Regions from separate parts of the Mus musculus genome. Here all the other regions are linked to region 1. A link is a contact called in public HiChIP or PLAC-seq data. All regions are on one chromosome and are shown on one strand. Each heading gives the region's core, a stretch centred on a gene start, on an enhancer-like site or on the middle of the called end of the contact. The rest is flanking DNA. Distances are from core to core; before and after follow the strand shown.

Region 1 (2,505 bases), core at 2-2,501:
TGGTGGTGGGCAGGGAAGAATATAAAACTCCTGCTCATGTTTGTTTATCACAGGTTATCCATGAAAAGTAAGCTTTTCTTATATTTCACACAGACTGGTAGACATGCATGTATTTGGTCTGTAAAGAACCGGTGTATGTGCTTAAAATGCAGACCACAATTATAAACAAAGGGGAATGCATTCAAAGAGTCCAAACAGGGAAAACATGAACAAATGGAGGAGTAGGGGAATTAGTCTTGTGGAAAAGGCGAGAAGGACATCAGTCGACCAACAGAGAGGGTCATGCATAAGGAGTAAGAAGCTAGACAAGTATGGGGCAATAAGAACGAGGCTCCCCTCATGAAGACCTACCAAGGGATTTCTGCCCTTGTCTCCAGTATTGTTAAGCTAGGAACCAGCAATTAGGAGCCCAATGGAGACTCTCAGGCATAGGTAACAAAATAGGAAAGAAGAGGGACTGGGAGGAGGCTTACATTCTATAGTGTCCTTCTAGAACTGTTCCCTATCTGTTTGAAGGGCAACACACCAGGCCTCCGCATCAGGCCTGTCCAGCACCAGCCCGCAGCTTCTTAGAAAAGTCTATTTATAGCCTCTTGCTATTGCAGCACGCTGTGCTGTCGCCCTGTCGGTGGCTTGCCAGGTGGTGTGAGCCACTGCTGGGTGAGTGACCATCTCCTGGCTGCTTCCTGTTAGCTTAGGGAGCAACAAAGCAGGTGGATTTGTTTGTCAGTTGAGCAACCTGCCCATGCCCTGCCTAACCTGATGAGTTCCCCTTTAAACATTAACCGCTTTCTAAAACCTATGTTTTATGCTCAATGCCAACCAGGGCTGGGGGGGAGGGGTGCAGTAGAGAAGGAAGAAGAAAAAGAAAGAAAGAAGGGAAGGGGACCCTTTAACAATAAGTCATCTTCACAGTATCTAATAAATGTCCCCTGGGCTCTGGGAGCTGGAGACGCCATTTCCATCCTCAGAAACTGATCCCTGGTAAGGGAAACACATCTGAGATGTAAAACGGGAAGAGTGGAGGCGTGTCCACGGCTGTCACTGGGCCTTCTTCTGAGCTGCTATGCTCCCAGGATCTCCGTTCCCAGGACAGTGGATCTTAAACTTTAGTAAATAAAATCGATTCAGTGGCGCTAATGGTTTTGGGGAGCTGGTAGGACAAGGCTGCGAGTTTTTGAGGTGGAGCCACAGTTCTTTGCTTTGTTCAGCTTTCTGAGAGTGTCCAAGGTAAGTGGTCATAATCACAAGGGGGCGCTGCGCTTCCAACGTGTGAGGAATGACATGGGTAACCCTCAGGAACAGAGGAAACAGCAGGAGGTTAGAGAGGAATTAGGGGCAGGAAGTGGGAATGAGACAAAACCCACGCTGCAAACTAGAAAAGATGAACAGCCATTGCCAGAGGCACCGGGGTCATGCAGCTGGCTGGTGTCTGTGGTTTAGCCTGGTTCATGGTCCTTAGTGTGAAAACTATGACTTAGCTAAACAAGCACTCAGCTCTCTGAAGGCAGACTCACTACACAGAAACGTTGGACAGAAACGCTTCCTTTAGGAGCCAGCCTCTCCTTGGTCACGCCTCCCCTTCCTTACAGACCTCCTGGTTGTAGTCTATTGCTGATCTCCAGACTCCAGAGTCGCTAAAACCCAAGGGAATGGGAAGGAAAGATGAATTATTTTCTGCAGCTTCCGCAGCTCTTGGCAGCTCACAACTCGAAGGCTAGACAGACAGACAGCCGCGCTGCCTGCTTCCATGAAGAGGCGCTCCAGTGGCCACTAGTGACCTTGTCATCTCCAGATCTTGCTCCATCCTCGTTGCATCAAGACATGTTCCTCTTACACTGAACTCAAGACGCGCTGATTCCCTTGGGATGTGAGCAGTCCAACCCTCGCATCATTTCTTAGCATGTGTTGCTTGCGGCTGCTAAGCCCCGCCCCACCGTTTCTAAGGTGCACTTTCCCACGTTCCTCTCACCTGCGTTGCTCACCCCTGCCTGTGAGTTCCTCCTCCCCGAAGCCTTCCTTTCCATTCTTCCATTTGAAGACCCCTACCTCATTTTTTTTCTTCCCTTCATTGTGAGTCTTGACCTGGCGGGAGTGATGTTTGCTCGGATGAGTTCCACCTAGTCTAGTCCAAATTCGTGGGGAAGAGTTCTCATGTAAGCTTCTTGAGCCTAATGGTTAGGGACCCCACTAGTCCGAGTCAGACCCTCAGCTCTACCGTCCTCCAGCTCTGCCACCCACCTGCCCTGAGACCTTCCAGCTCTGCCACCACGGGCAGGTTCCGTCACTCCCTAAGTCTCCATTTCCTCACCTATAAAGTGGGGAAAGAACCATACTTAGTGTTCTGGGTAAATAAGCCAAGGCTTGTCCAGCCTATCAAGCATAACCGTCAGTGAATGTTTGCCCTTCTCGTTATGAATATTTATATCCTCACTTTTACTCTAATCCCTACGGGTTTAGTCTAGTAGATGCTAATAATGTTTATTGAATTAGCAATTAAGATAT
Region 2 (2,505 bases), core at 5-2,504, 360 kb after region 1:
CATGTGAAATCATCTGTACAGGCAAGTGTCAAAAAATAGGGTTATGCATAAATGCTGACCTTGCGTAGAATTAGGAAATTCTAAGAGATTTTACTGTTTGTTTTAGTTGCGGGTCTTGACATGAACATCAGCCAGTTCCTTAAGAGCCTTGGCCTTGAGCACCTGAGGGACATTTTTGAAACAGAGCAGGTAAGCGCTCACGTGCTCTTTCAGCTTTTCATCTTCTGAGTTATTGACTTCATAAACTTCGCAGCTGTTTATTTTCTGTGTTATGTATTCTCTTTATTTTGTGACTTATAGTGTTCTGCAGTTTGCCTCGTGTTTAATCTATGTGTATGTTTTTACCTTGCTTGTTAGCTGCCTGAAATACATGTAGAGAAGCCAGGGAGCCCAGCACTTTGCGCTCATCTCCGACGCTGACAGTTCAGAGAGCCGTCCTTCCTCTGTGGCCAGTTTTGTTCAGTGCAGTCTGTGTCAGGTTAGACGTGAGAAGGAAGGGTTCAGCTTGCTGAGAGAGCACTTGGTGAACTTAGAGCAAGAAACTATCTCAAGAATATTCTCAGTTTTTCTGGTTTTTGTTGTTGTTGTTTCCAAAAGAAACTGGCATTTATGAGCTCATCTTCTTGTGTTACTAGAGAGAGCTCTTCTGTTTGCCAGACTGTTGTCAAAGGTCATGAGTTCTTACTCCCATGCTCCATGGTAAACACTGAAGATGAAACTGAGTTTAATATTACTGGTGGACATGGAACTTTAGGATGGAGAGTCACTCAGACCCAGTGCCCCATTTCCCAGGTGGAGGTACCTCCATATGCCCATGTCAGCCTTTCTGGCAGGGAGGATAGCTTGTGCAGGAGAATATAGCTGTTGATGTCTTTTTAAAGTCTAGTCAGCTTTAGGGCCCACTTCACATCTTTATTTTGTGACTTATGTTCGACAGTCTACCCCATGTTCAATCTGTTTGTTTCAGGTTTGTTGTTACCTTGTTCTGCACAAGTCTGTTATTTAGTCAGTATATGCACTGAGTTTGGTGAGCTACATAACAAATGACCATGGACTTGGTAGCCTAACAGATGTTTTTCTCTCAGAAGACTGAAATCAGATGGGCAGGGTGCACTCCCTGTAGCAGTTCTAGAAGAGTCTGCTCCCTGCCCTTCCAGCCTCCTTGACTTAGGCCACGCATAGGCCACCTTACTCCAGTCTCTGCTGCTGTTGGCACGATGCCTTGTCCCATGTCTGCCTTCTCACGTGCCTCTTACTGGGACACTTCCTTTAAACTTGGGCCCTCCTGGTGACTATCAGAACTTCCTCTCCCTGTCGTCCAATCATCTTCTGGACTAGAAATGTCCTGTGAGAATCCTGTAAACTGGGTCTTTGTCACTGTTTGAACACACATGCTCTTCATTCTGACTCATGTCTGCAGGAATTGTGAAACTTCACACACACACCTTGGTCTAATAAGCCAAAAACCTCCAGTTCAAACAAGGGACCCACCTCTTGTTGAGAGCCGTTGTTTCTGAGCTTTCATGCGCTTGTTCTTACTTCCTGTTGCATGCTCTCTGTCAGGAACTGACCTCCTGTGCGTGTTTCTCATGTTATTGACTTGGTAGTTTAATGACTCAGTCTTCAGTCAGCTTATTCTTTTTATCAGTTTTGTTGTTCTTTTTACTGCAGTTTTCTTCTGAGTAAATCGATGTCCCATTGATTTTCTTTTGTCCAAAATCATTTCTATAGCCTTTTCAGAGTCAAGACGTTAATTGTTGCACTTAATGCATATTACCTTGTGTAGGCCCTCTCCTCTAGGTAGTGGTGTGCTTTTCTATGTATCGAAACTGTCTTTTGGGCCACTGGGCAGACAATTAAGTTTGTGTTTATTATTTCAAGTGCAGATGTTATCTGTCTAGTCTTCAGGTATAAAATATTAAGTCTACTTAATTCTTCCGCGGCATACCTTTAGAATTTTCTTTTCTGTCATAAATATTGTGTAGCAGTCTGGTAATGTGTATCAACAAGCATGTGACCCTTCATTGTGTCCCCTTATCCCTTCTGTGACTGTGTTTGCTGAGACACTTTGTATAGTGTATTCCGCTGTTCTCGTCCTGCCTGAGAATACCCCTCTCCCTCTCCTGAGGCGCGAGGTAGTTCTTTTAGTTTGTGTCCTAGAAGTTCTTACACTCCACCTTCACAGTTCCTTCTCAGAAGTCTCTGCGCTGTCTTATTCCATAAACACTTTAGAAATAATCATCAAAATTCCTTCTAGTTAACTATAGCATTATGTAACATCTTCTCACACTTAGACTATAGCTTCCTACCTAAAATGTTTTGTTTATGGGAAAGGAAAATTTAATTTACACTATAATTTCTGGAGCTCAACTGCTACGACCTGGATTTTCACAGAAACTGACCATCTACATTCTATAAAAGGTCGGACTCATTGAATTCTATGTAAATATGATTATAACATCACCACCCTCAAGGGAAAAAAGGTCTTTTCATTTATAATCGTTA
Region 3 (2,505 bases), core at 4-2,503, 340 kb after region 1:
ATAATTTATAAACACTAAAACACAATCCACTAACCTGCTTATAGAAAACTCCTGCTTTGTGTTTAGGTAGTGTTTGCAGGAACATAGTAAAGATGAAATTTGAGTATCAGATTTTCAGTAAACCACATTAAAAGTAAAAATACAGCCAGGCAGTGGTGGCGCATGCCATTATTCCCAGCACGCGGGAGGCAGAGGCAGGCGGATTTCTGAGTTCGAGGCCAGCCTGGTCTACAGAGTGAGTTCCAGGACAGACAGGGCTATAGAGAGAAACCCTGACTCGGAAAAAAGGAAAAAAAAAAAAAAAGTAAAACTACTACTGTTTGTTAAACATAGTTAGTTAATAATATGTTTCTTTGATAGGCTCCACATGAATCTCCTTAACTGATAATAGCTGTTGAACCAGGTGTTACAACCAAGCAGTGACCTCAAATAACTCTTGTAAGACTGGAGATTGGAGGCTGGAGGGATGGTTTCTCTTCTGCAGTGCATCCGAGTCCATGGTTAGCACCTGTGTTGAGCAGCTCCCAGCTGTCTGAAACTCCAGCTCCGAGAGGGAGCTGGCCTCCAGGGGAGCTTGCACCTTTGCACACCACACATTCCCACACAGAAAGAAACTCGGAACATACACTTAGTTAGGAATAAAATCTTTAAAACAATGAGACTGTTCTCTAATAGAGCTGAATGGTATCTTCCAGCATGCCTTTCCTTCCTGACCCTTGCATTCCCCTTACATGAGCATCAGATTGCTGTGTGGTGTTTTAGTGGTGTTTGCACTACTTGATTATACTTTACAGGTAAACAAGATTATGTATATTAAATGCTTTAGAAGGACATTTGGCATTCTTAATCGAAATCAAGTAAGTTAAAATAAAGAGAGCAGTCGTACAGGTTTATCACCTACTTTGTAGCTACAACTATAGCATTGTTATAAGCAACATGTTGTATCAGAAATAGTAAGCTAAGGGGGCTTTCTGCTACACTTGTGTGAATTATTGTTGCCCTAGGCTTGACTTTGCAAGTCACTTTTGACAATTACATTATAATACTCATACAAACCATAATGTTCTTAATTCTTAAAAATGTGTATTATTACCTACAAGGCATTTTTTCAGAAAAGTTAATTGAAAAATAAGCTTTTTGTTATAGCCTCTCTCAGTGGCATTGCGTAGATGCGAGGCTCTCAGTCCTTCCTGGTGCTCCACGTGCGTGATGTGTTATTATTAGCATCTTAGGTCAGCAGTGGACTTCTGCAACTGAAAACAGTCTGCTAGTGACGCGAATGACTTCTAGTGTAGCATGTCCTTCCTGGTCTTCCACTACAGCACACAAGTTACTGATTCCTTTAAATACAAAGACAATATATAAGTTGTCATCAGTAGATCTCAAATGCCTTCAATCCTAGCACTCAAGAGGCAGAGGTAGGTAGATCTCTGCTGAGTCCAACCTAGTCTACATAATAATCTATAGGCAAGCTAAAGCCAAATAAGGAGAGGAAGAAGGAAAAAAGGAAGGAACTGGAAGGGAGGGAGGAAAGGATCGTGGGCAGTGGCAGCAGCGGCTGCTATATCAACTCCCTATCACTCATTCCTGGATCCCAAGGCAGTGTGCCAGTCCCACAGGGTTGCTGCCTCCATTCTTCATACATTAGTAAAAACTTTTCTTGACTCCTAATGGGTCATGTTTTCCTTGCTTAGTATTTTCTTTCTGTGATTCTATTGGACTTTTAAGTGGCCCATAGTTAACATTTGAGTCTAACAGCACTTTCTGAACATGTTCACATGATCAAATCCCTAACAAGCCACAAAAGGGAGGAAAAGTGTAATTTGCTCATGGTTCAGAGGTTGAGTCTATAGTGGAAGGAGAGTATGCTGAAGTAACCACACCGAGCCAAATAGGCAGCAGAGAGGAGCACTAACAGAAAGACACAGACAGAGGACATACCCCTAGTGACCCGCTTCTCCAGATACTACGATGGATACTCTGGATGGAACTATGGCCATCCGCAGTTCTGTCTCCTAGTAGCCTGCACATTCTGACTCTGTCAGTGGATTAGCACATTCATTTAAACTGAACCCTTAGAGTCTGGTCATCTCTAGAAAAGCCCTCAGACATACCCACAAGTTTGCTTTTCTAATTATTAATTACTTAGTCCAATCAAGTTCATAATCACAGTTGTCCATCATGACCTCTAAATGTATAGCTTAAGAGTGTCTTAACTATGGTTAGCATGTTGAGTATGTAACATAAAATCAAGCTTTTTCTTTTTTTAGTGGCAGTTTCACATTTTAATAAAAATAATCTGTTTAGCATTGAATGTTAAGTATTTGTAGTGGACCAGGGGGTTAAGACTTACGACTTGGTCTCAAAGCATTTTAGGGGGGCTCTGGGGCTTCAGGGGAAGAAGGAAGGCAGTGGCAGGACTGCTCGCTTTGTCTGGTGGGAGTTTTGTTGTTCATTTCTTTGTGGGGTAGAGTCTCCTATGTAGTCCTAGCAAGCTTAGAAACT
Region 4 (2,505 bases), core at 3-2,502, 290 kb after region 1:
CCAGCAGAGCCACCATTTCAGCCCTAAAACTCTTATGTAAGATGTAAGTTTCCCTCATCTAAATAAAATGCGTGAGACCTAAGTGCTTTGGCGTTCAGACCCACCCCACCTGAGGAGTTGGAATATTTGCATATATATAGCATGAGATGTTTTGAGGTTGGAATCCAGGCCTCAATGCGAGATTTATTTGTGTTTCACATATACCATGGTAAGCATACAGTCTACCAAATGAGCTACATTCTTAGCCCTCTCATTGGTTAAATCCCATGTATGTTAATGAGAGTTCTAAAATGGAAGAGTATTAGTTTAAATTTGGTTGCTTAGTGTATATTTCGCTAAAGAATGAAAATTTTTATTGCTTAGGGAAAAAAAAAACAAGCAGTGGCCAATGAGCTGGCTCAGTGGGTAAAGACACATGTCACCAGGCCTCAGGACCTGAATTTAATCCCTGGGATCAACATGTAGAAGTGATTGTCCTCTTACTTCTACATTGTGTCCCCACCCCCAGTAAATGTAGAAAAAAGTGATTCAGTATACACTTAAGTGTTCCCCTATCATGGTGTCAGAGGTGGCTATGTAGGTGCTCAGAGGATTCACTTTCCTCACCTTGAATTTCAGGTTTTTGACTAAAGATGCCTAACCTGTTCACTGTTTAAATATCAGATGGGTAGTAGCACTCCCGTGGTCTCTGGGGCTCTGCTCTTACACAGCAGTGGTTTAGTTGGCATTAGACACTTCCCAAATGCCATATCCATATTTTATCTACTGCCCACTCACTTATAGGAGGGTCTGAATCTTAAGGAGTCTCTGTAGTTTTTATGAAATACCTTTGTTACATGAATTTCAGTGATTGGGTTTTTAGTTCTAGAAATTTGATGGAGGATCATAATACAGGATAGAGTTCTTTTTTGTAGCATGGCTGCAAGAGCTGGCGTTGCACGCATTACTGTGTCTGTTAAACTTCTGGAAACAAGCCAGTGTGTCTATGGTGAGTTTCATATGTGAGCACTGAGCCACTAAAAGCCTTGCACAGGGTTACAACTCTTCTGAGAGAGGACGTGTTGGAGATTCAGCAGCGAAGCAGCAGCAGCAGCAGCAGCAGCAACAAGCAGTCACAGTGGTAGTAAAGGCAGGGCAGCTTCAGCTAGCACAGCTCACAGAGCGAGGCAGGGAACACGCACACAGCTCCCATACTGCTTCCTTGGGAGGCAAAGCAGGACCGTCCGGGGCAAGCTTCTAGTTTCATGGTTATGATGTCAAGTCATGTGATAATACTGTACCATAAGTTGCCAACTTTGCTTTACTCTAGAGAAGATCCTTTGCTGCAGTGCTTTTGTTCCCCTTTTTCTTTCATTTTTCTTTTCTTGAAAGAGAAAAAATTGTGCAATGTATGTTTATGCCTACACCATGCCGAGGCGACACTTAGCAGTAAATAATCTCTGTATCCCCGAGGTAAGATACTGTTTGTGCTTTCCCTGCACAGTGCTGCTGCAGCACGGAGCCGATCCAAACATCCGGAACACCGATGGGAAATCAGCTCTGGACCTGGCAGATCCTTCAGCAAAAGCTGTCCTCACAGGTAAGGAGCCAGCGCTAGGAGGCTGATTTTATAAGATTTTCATGCACTGAATATTTTTCCACTAATGAAGCTAAGAAAATACTAAAAATCTTATTGATTGGATGTGCATCTTATTAATTGTGTTGAGATATATACCTATATATGTATATATCATATAGATTGATATATCTTAATTTTACTGCTTATAGCACTGAGAATTACAGCATTACATCATAGTGTTTCTCATATTTTGTCAGTTTTATGGCTTACATCACAGTTTTCCTCTACCTCCTCTTCTCGGCTGGTTTTTTAAAGCCCTTCACTGTTGAGCAGACAAGGGCATTTGTGTTACTGTAAAAGTAGTTTTCATTGGGAAGACAACCTGCTGCCTTATCCCTGGGGTCAACAGCTACACTTGGGTGCTCTCCTCACCCACTTTTATATATTTCATTATATCTTTGTACTTTTTACCCTGATAGCCAAGTTTTTTAGATTGGGGTAATATATTGTCTTTCTACTTCTGTAATGCAGATTTGGGGCTTATTAATTTTATAAAAGTAAATGCCAAGAACCATCACAGAGGAGACCCTGAGGGTAGAGAGCACCCTTCGTCATGGTCGGCAAGATTATGTTTAACGGCTAGATTTTGAGCTGCTGTTCTCATTGATCTTCGTTCTCAGTGCTGCATTGGCTCTGTTTGGTTTTGTTCTCAGCATACCGGTCCTGCTGCCTTTGCCCTCCTTTACTCTGTGATGTGGAGCCTCCTAGTCACTGCACTGCTAACAGTGCTGTTATAGATTGTGTAGAAGAGAGCTTTAACTGTGTTTAAGTTATCAATCTGCTGTGCACTCTTAATAGAGATTGTGAAGTGAATAGAAGGCATTTATGTACAGAAAGCTTTAAAAATATATGGAATTTTGCTTAATTACTCTACGTGGAACGACAAC
Region 5 (2,505 bases), core at 4-2,503, 290 kb before region 1:
AGAAGGATAGCGTTTAATTGGGGCTGGCTTATAGGTTCAGAGGTTCAGTCCATTATCATCAAAGTGGGAGCATGGCACCATCCAGGCAGGCATGGTACAGGAGAAGCTGAGAGTTCAACATCTTGCTCCAAATGCAAACAGGAGAAGACTGACTTTCAGGCAGCCAGCATGAATGAGGGTCTTAAAGCTCATGCCCACAGTGACAGACTTCCTCCAACAAGGCCACATCTACTAATAGTGCCACTCCCTGGGCCAAGCATATTTAAACCACCACAAGTCTTTTCTATGGATACTATAAAACTTGGGTTTAAGACAAAGAATTGAAATCTTTTTATCTTCCTCCACCTTGTGAGACTTTTAATGAAAATGTTTCGATCCTTCAGATCCAGAAAAACTACTGTTTACTCAAAGAACTGCTCCTTTATTCCAATGGCCCCTTTCCCCATCCTCCACTTCCTGTGCACCAATTCTTTTCAGACTAGCCAATCAAATCAGGCTGTGAAACAACGGGACCTCAAATCAGGAGGAAGAGACACACACAGGCCACACCCTAAGTTAAAATAATCACCAAACACACTTCCTGACTTGTATGTATTCACTCTTCGAGCATACCCGCTTGATAAAGAGTAAAGTTCATCTTGCCCAGACACTTAAGTTGGAATGGTAGTTTCTTCCTTCGCCTCTCAAAAACACCCACATGGCAACTCCCATGTTGGGTTCTAACTCCAATCCCAGGGACAACGCTCTCTTCAGCCTCCCTGGGGTACTGCACACACGCGGTGCAGACATGCTCGCAGGTAAAACACCCATAAACACAAGGGGGGGGGGTGGAGACGAATGAAAATGATTTTTAAAAACGTCCCCAAATGCCAAACAGCATTGGAAAGGATGCAATCCTGTAGATTTCAGCGTTGTGGAATCTAGACCCTAGGAACGCATCTGCAGAAGGGCATACATAGACTACACTGGTCGTTGTCAAAGCAGCTTCTGCTACAGTGGGGGAAAAAAAGTAAATAGATTTTGAGTTACTGGGAGGAAAGACCTTAGAACTTGCAGCAAACACTAATTAGGGCAGCTTCACGCGCGCATCCCAGGCAACCGGCGCAGCACCATTTTCGAACCTGCGGGCTACCCACGCCCACTTCCCCAAATCGCTCGCCTCCCGGGCTCTCTCCCGCCGCCGTCCTACCGCGCGCGCGCGGGGAGAAAAAGGAGGGGACCCGCCCACTGCGCCTGCGCGGCGTGACAACGCCACACGCTCCCGGAAGTAGGAGGCGTCCGGCGGAGTTTGTGTGGCGGCCGCCGCGGGAACGTGAAGCGCGGTAGTTTTTCAAGGGAGAGAGCGAGGCGGCTTCCCGCGGGTCTCGGTGGACCGACAGTGAGCGTCCGCGGCCGTCTCGCGGCCCGCGAGAGGCGGCATGGAGGACGAGCGGGGCCGGGAGCGTGGCGGCGACGCGGCGCAGCAGAAGACGCCGCGGCCGGAGTGTGAGGAGTCCCGGCCGCTGAGCGTGGAGGTGAGGTCGGGAGCTCGCGCGCGCGTGCGGGGCGGCCTCGCTCGCTCCCCTGCTCCGTCCTAGTCGGGGCGAGCATCGTCGGCCTCGAGAGGGAGGAGGTCAGGCGGGAAGTTCCGAGTGAGAATTCCGCGTAAACATTCGGCGCGCGCGGGCGCACTGCCGTTCCATCAGCCCCGTGGCGCTGATTGGCTGGGTTCTCTCCAGCGCCCACCCTCCCCGCCAGATGCGGCGGCAAGCCTTTCGGGGTGCTCGGACAGCCCGTGTCTTCCCAGCCCCAGACGGCCCACTGCCCTCTGCACCCCGAGGTGCATCTGTTCCCGAGAGGACCCTCCCCCGGTCTTTCCCCGTCCCCTACTGTCTCGCCCAGAACCCTGCCACGACCGGCTTTCTAAGTGATTTGCTACTTCCTCACGGCATGGGCAAGATCAGGAGATGATCCCCGGACTTCTGTTTTTCATCTTGATGAATTAGTGTTGGCTAGCGCCGCGGGTTGTGAGCGAGATGCTAAATTCTGTCGCTTTTTCGTAAGAGGAGTTGAGTACTGACACCCAGGTTATTCATTCATTGGCAGGGTAGAGAGATAGATGGCTTGGGTGTGAAAGGCTAGGCTCAAAAACCAAAATGTCAGAAGGTGGGTATTCCATAGAGGCGTCCCAATGCCTTTATTCTTTCCATTTACACCTTCGTGTAGTAGCCAGAATAGCCTTTTAAATATTATTTTTTAAAATGTGTGTGTGTGCGCAGGTGCCTCTGAAGACCAGGAAAGGAGGTATGGGTCTTGGGGAAGAGCAGAGTTTGTTCTTCATGGTTAAGCTGTCTATCAGGCCTCTAGAGTTTCCTTTTGACAGTCTGTGCCGAGGTTGCGCTGCGCATTCCGTGCCTTCTTCAGTTTGCCCCTCTGCTCAGTTCATATACACATCTTCGTCCACTCTGGCTTCCTTGTGTTCTTTTATCGTGGAGTGTTTTGTAACGTAAGGATCTTGTGCTCCTC
Region 6 (2,505 bases), core at 3-2,502, 260 kb after region 1:
GTTTCTGGTAGTTTCTCTGTTGGGTTTGGAGAAAGCACTCCTTTAGTTCTCTGTACTTTAGCATTCTCTCCCTCTCTCTACCTCTCTCCCTCTCTCTCCCCCTCTCCCTCCCCAAACCAGGTTCTATAAGATAGAATAATTTTCAGCTAGGGTCTGCTTTTGACAAATGAGAAATCAACAGGGAAATATACTCCTTTGTGACTTTTGATGAACCAATCAGAAGCTAGTTTATCTTCTAAGGATTAAAAGCTAATATAGTTACAATGAAAGCTAGAAGAGGAAGCAATAACGTTAAATATAAAATATTTGTCATTGGATGGTATATTACAGAGTAATCAGAAACTTCTAACTAGGTGTCTGTGCTTTGTTGTGTATTAGATGAGGTAAACCAGTTGGTACATAGAAGACAAGTAAGGTGGAGGTTCTTTCCGCAGTTCCCAGTACAGATGTTCACAACAGCATACACATTTCTTCCGTAAAATACAGTAAACCCAAATACCTAAAAACATGTCAGAAGAAGAAAGTGGACAGAATGAGAGTGAAGGCATGGTGGTGGAGCTGTCGTGAGATAAACAGCAGCTGCCTTCCACACATCAGCCAGGATGCACATGATTCAGAATGAACTTAGAGTTAGAAGTTCCTCCATGTCTGGACCCTCTGGAGTAGGCAGTGATGTTAGGGAGCCACTGAATACCCTGGGGAGAAAAGTGTTTAAAAGCTCTACAGTTATTGTTCAAAAGCTTCTGTGTTGCTAATTTTTGTGAACGTGACACAGGCATATCTGGGAGGAGAGGGACTCTAGGTTTAGGAGTTTTCTCCATCAGATTGGCTCGTGTGCAAGTCTGTGAGGCAATTTTTTGATTACTGATGGATGTGGGAGAACCCCAGCCCACTGTGGGTGGAGCCATTCCTGGGTAGTTGATGGTAATTCTTATAAGAAACAGGGCTGTTGGGCTGGTGAGATAGCTCAGTGGTTAAGAGCATCAACTTCCCAAGGTCCTGAGTCCAAATCCCAGCAACCACATGGTTGCTCACAACCATCCGTAATGAGAGCTGACTCCTTCTTCAGGAGTGTCTGAAGACAGCTACAGTGTACTTACATATAATAAATAAATAAATCTTTAAAAAAAAAAGAAAGAAAAAGAAACGGGGCTGAGCAAGCCATGCAAAGGGGACAGACACCAGTAAGGAGGGTTTCTTCTCCATGGGTCTTGGTTTCACTTCCTGTTTCCTGACTACTTCCCTTCATGTTGGACTGTGAAGTGGGAAGCCACACAAACCCTTTGATCCCCAAGCTGCCTTTGGTGGTGTTTGATCCCAGCAGTAGAGAGCCAATGAGGCCAGTCTTGTGGCTGGAATTACGTAAACAGTAGATCACTGATACCTTCCCTTCTAAGGTATCTCGTGGATCCTCTGTCACTAAAAGCCCGTTTATCTTTTATGTCAGTGTTCTTGACAATTTCAAGCTTACTTTACTCTTTGTCTTTTGGGTGTTCTTGGATCTTACAATACTTACAGAAAAATTAAAAAATGACATGTAATATGAACTTTGCTATTGTGATCCAGTGCTCGTTGCTTTGTTGGTAGTCAGGTTAGGAAGAAAATGCCTTCTTAGTCTGTTGTTTGCTACTGTTTATAAAATATTTCAGTTTATATTACACCAAACGCCTTTGGGTTTTCTTTTTTGATAACATTGTTCATGTTACCGTTAAGGTTTAAGGTTGTTTCTTGCAGATTTTAATTGTAGGCAAGCTTAAAATGTTAAATGTTAAGTGGAATGACTTTTCCTGGTTTTTTAGCTCAGACCTGGGGAATAAATACCCGTGGCCCTACATCTTGTACTGAAACACTTCAAAGGGCCTTAATTATAATACTTTAAAATCAGTTCTTTAAGAATGTTGCTAAGTGTATTTAGTTAGGCCTTGTACTTTGAATTTAGTTTTTCCTTAAAGTACATTTTTTGTTTTCTTTAAATATGTGAAATGACATTATTTACCAGCAAACATGTGCTGAAATTTACAAATCATCTTACACTCTACTTACATTCTACTGCTCCTGGACAGGGGTAGCTCAATTTTATATCAGAATAGTGAAACCAGAGAGAGCTGGCCATGTGTCCAGTCTGCTGTTCTGGCACAATAGTACTGAGCAGTGGTAGAGGTCCTACAGTCTCGGTTCTGTCCCTCCCTCCCTCGACCATCACAACCCAACCCTTCCCATTATGAGAAGCAAGGCTCCTGGGGAGTTTGAAGGCTTGTTGCTTTGTTCCTGTTGGGACAGAAAAGACAATGATGGATTAGGTGACATCAGTCAGGTCAGGCCACTGGCATTCTGCGAGCCCAGGTAAGGAGCTTGCATTTGAGGAAGGGTCTATCCTGTGGTCTCTCTATGCTAGCTGATGTCAACAGCAGGCATGCGAAGATGAGGCCCAGAGGACTAGTAAGGTCGTTGGATGAGTGTCTAGCTGTTGGCTTACGTCTTTCCCACTTGGACCCTCACAGACCA

The links. HiChIP or PLAC-seq counts read pairs in DNA pulled down with a chosen protein or histone mark.
Region 2: an H3K4me3 HiChIP or PLAC-seq map of bone marrow-derived macrophages shows a contact between it and region 1, with 3 times the contacts expected there. The contact joins two enhancer-like sites. A contact is called at or near these places in 2 of 484 Hi-C or Micro-C datasets (both in bone marrow-derived macrophages), 4 of 115 datasets of contacts at active chromatin or transcription factors (a beta-TC-6 cell line, bone marrow-derived macrophages, embryonic stem cells and 1 more) and 1 of 9 other capture datasets (pancreatic islet).
Region 3: a contact with region 1 is called in an H3K4me3 HiChIP or PLAC-seq map of bone marrow-derived macrophages, with 3 times the contacts expected there. The contact joins two enhancer-like sites. A contact is called at or near these places in 2 of 15 datasets of contacts at CTCF or cohesin (large pre-B cells and stem cell-derived epiblast-like cells), 11 of 484 Hi-C or Micro-C datasets (the HL-1 cell line, adipose-derived mesenchymal stem cells, bone marrow-derived macrophages and 5 more), 8 of 115 datasets of contacts at active chromatin or transcription factors (acute myeloid leukemia, bone marrow-derived dendritic cells, bone marrow-derived macrophages and 4 more) and 1 of 9 other capture datasets (embryonic stem cells).
Region 4: an H3K4me3 HiChIP or PLAC-seq map of bone marrow-derived macrophages shows a contact between it and region 1, with 5 times the contacts expected there. The contact joins two enhancer-like sites. A contact is called at or near these places in 1 of 484 Hi-C or Micro-C datasets (macrophages), 4 of 115 datasets of contacts at active chromatin or transcription factors (acute myeloid leukemia, bone marrow-derived macrophages and embryonic stem cells) and 1 of 9 other capture datasets (embryonic stem cells).
Region 5: a contact with region 1 is called in an H3K4me3 HiChIP or PLAC-seq map of bone marrow-derived macrophages, with 2.6 times the contacts expected there. The contact joins the promoter of Eri1 here to the enhancer-like site in region 1. A contact is called at or near these places in 1 of 39 promoter capture datasets (neutrophils), 2 of 115 datasets of contacts at active chromatin or transcription factors (bone marrow-derived macrophages and stem cell-derived neural progenitor cells) and 1 of 9 other capture datasets (liver).
Region 6: an H3K4me3 HiChIP or PLAC-seq map of bone marrow-derived macrophages shows a contact between it and region 1, with 4 times the contacts expected there. The contact joins two enhancer-like sites. A contact is called at or near these places in 3 of 484 Hi-C or Micro-C datasets (the N1E-115 cell line, bone marrow-derived macrophages and ventricular fibroblasts), 3 of 115 datasets of contacts at active chromatin or transcription factors (bone marrow-derived macrophages, embryonic fibroblasts and extraembryonic endoderm stem cells) and 1 of 9 other capture datasets (embryonic stem cells).

Annotation. Positions count from the first base shown.
Region 1 is chr8:35,204,592-35,207,096 of GRCm38.p6, reverse strand. No RefSeq gene overlaps it. Among named protein-coding and RNA genes, the nearest start is that of Gm34474, 13 kb to the left of the region's middle. Within about 2 kb of position 1,251, at least 89 of the 459 cell types and tissues checked have an H3K27ac peak or open chromatin away from gene starts, as enhancers often do. A contact at or near this core is called in acute myeloid leukemia, bone marrow-derived macrophages, liver and 1 more, where this site is marked.
Region 2 is chr8:34,844,965-34,847,469 of GRCm38.p6, reverse strand. Tnks (tankyrase, TRF1-interacting ankyrin-related ADP-ribose polymerase) reads left to right here. Exons shown (of 27, transcript NM_175091.3): 20 at 107-189. Among named protein-coding and RNA genes, the nearest start is that of Dusp4, 39 kb to the right of the region's middle. Within about 2 kb of position 1,254, at least 24 of the 459 cell types and tissues checked have an H3K27ac peak or open chromatin away from gene starts, as enhancers often do. A contact at or near this core is called in bone marrow-derived macrophages, where this site is marked.
Region 3 is chr8:34,864,524-34,867,028 of GRCm38.p6, reverse strand. All of the region lies in intron 11 of Tnks (tankyrase, TRF1-interacting ankyrin-related ADP-ribose polymerase), which reads left to right. Among named protein-coding and RNA genes, the nearest start is that of Dusp4, 58 kb to the right of the region's middle. Within about 2 kb of position 1,253, at least 7 of the 459 cell types and tissues checked have an H3K27ac peak or open chromatin away from gene starts, as enhancers often do. A contact at or near this core is called in bone marrow-derived macrophages, where this site is marked.
Region 4 is chr8:34,917,453-34,919,957 of GRCm38.p6, reverse strand. It overlaps Tnks (tankyrase, TRF1-interacting ankyrin-related ADP-ribose polymerase), which reads left to right. Exons shown (of 27, transcript NM_175091.3): 3 at 1,484-1,579. Among named protein-coding and RNA genes, the nearest start is that of Tnks, 47 kb to the left of the region's middle. Within about 2 kb of position 1,252, at least 38 of the 459 cell types and tissues checked have an H3K27ac peak or open chromatin away from gene starts, as enhancers often do. A contact at or near this core is called in acute myeloid leukemia and bone marrow-derived macrophages, where this site is marked.
Region 5 is chr8:35,494,281-35,496,785 of GRCm38.p6, reverse strand. Eri1 (exoribonuclease 1) reads left to right here and starts at 1,253. Exons shown (of 7, transcript NM_026067.3): 1 at 1,253-1,514. The coding sequence starts at 1,419. It overlaps Gm51568 (a long non-coding RNA gene), which reads right to left and starts at 1,260. Exons shown (of 2, transcript XR_003947532.1): 1 at 1-1,260.
Region 6 is chr8:34,944,043-34,946,547 of GRCm38.p6, reverse strand. The region is part of intron 1 of Tnks (tankyrase, TRF1-interacting ankyrin-related ADP-ribose polymerase); the gene reads left to right. Among named protein-coding and RNA genes, the nearest start is that of Tnks, 20 kb to the left of the region's middle. Within about 2 kb of position 1,252, at least 55 of the 459 cell types and tissues checked have an H3K27ac peak or open chromatin away from gene starts, as enhancers often do. A contact at or near this core is called in bone marrow-derived macrophages, where this site is marked.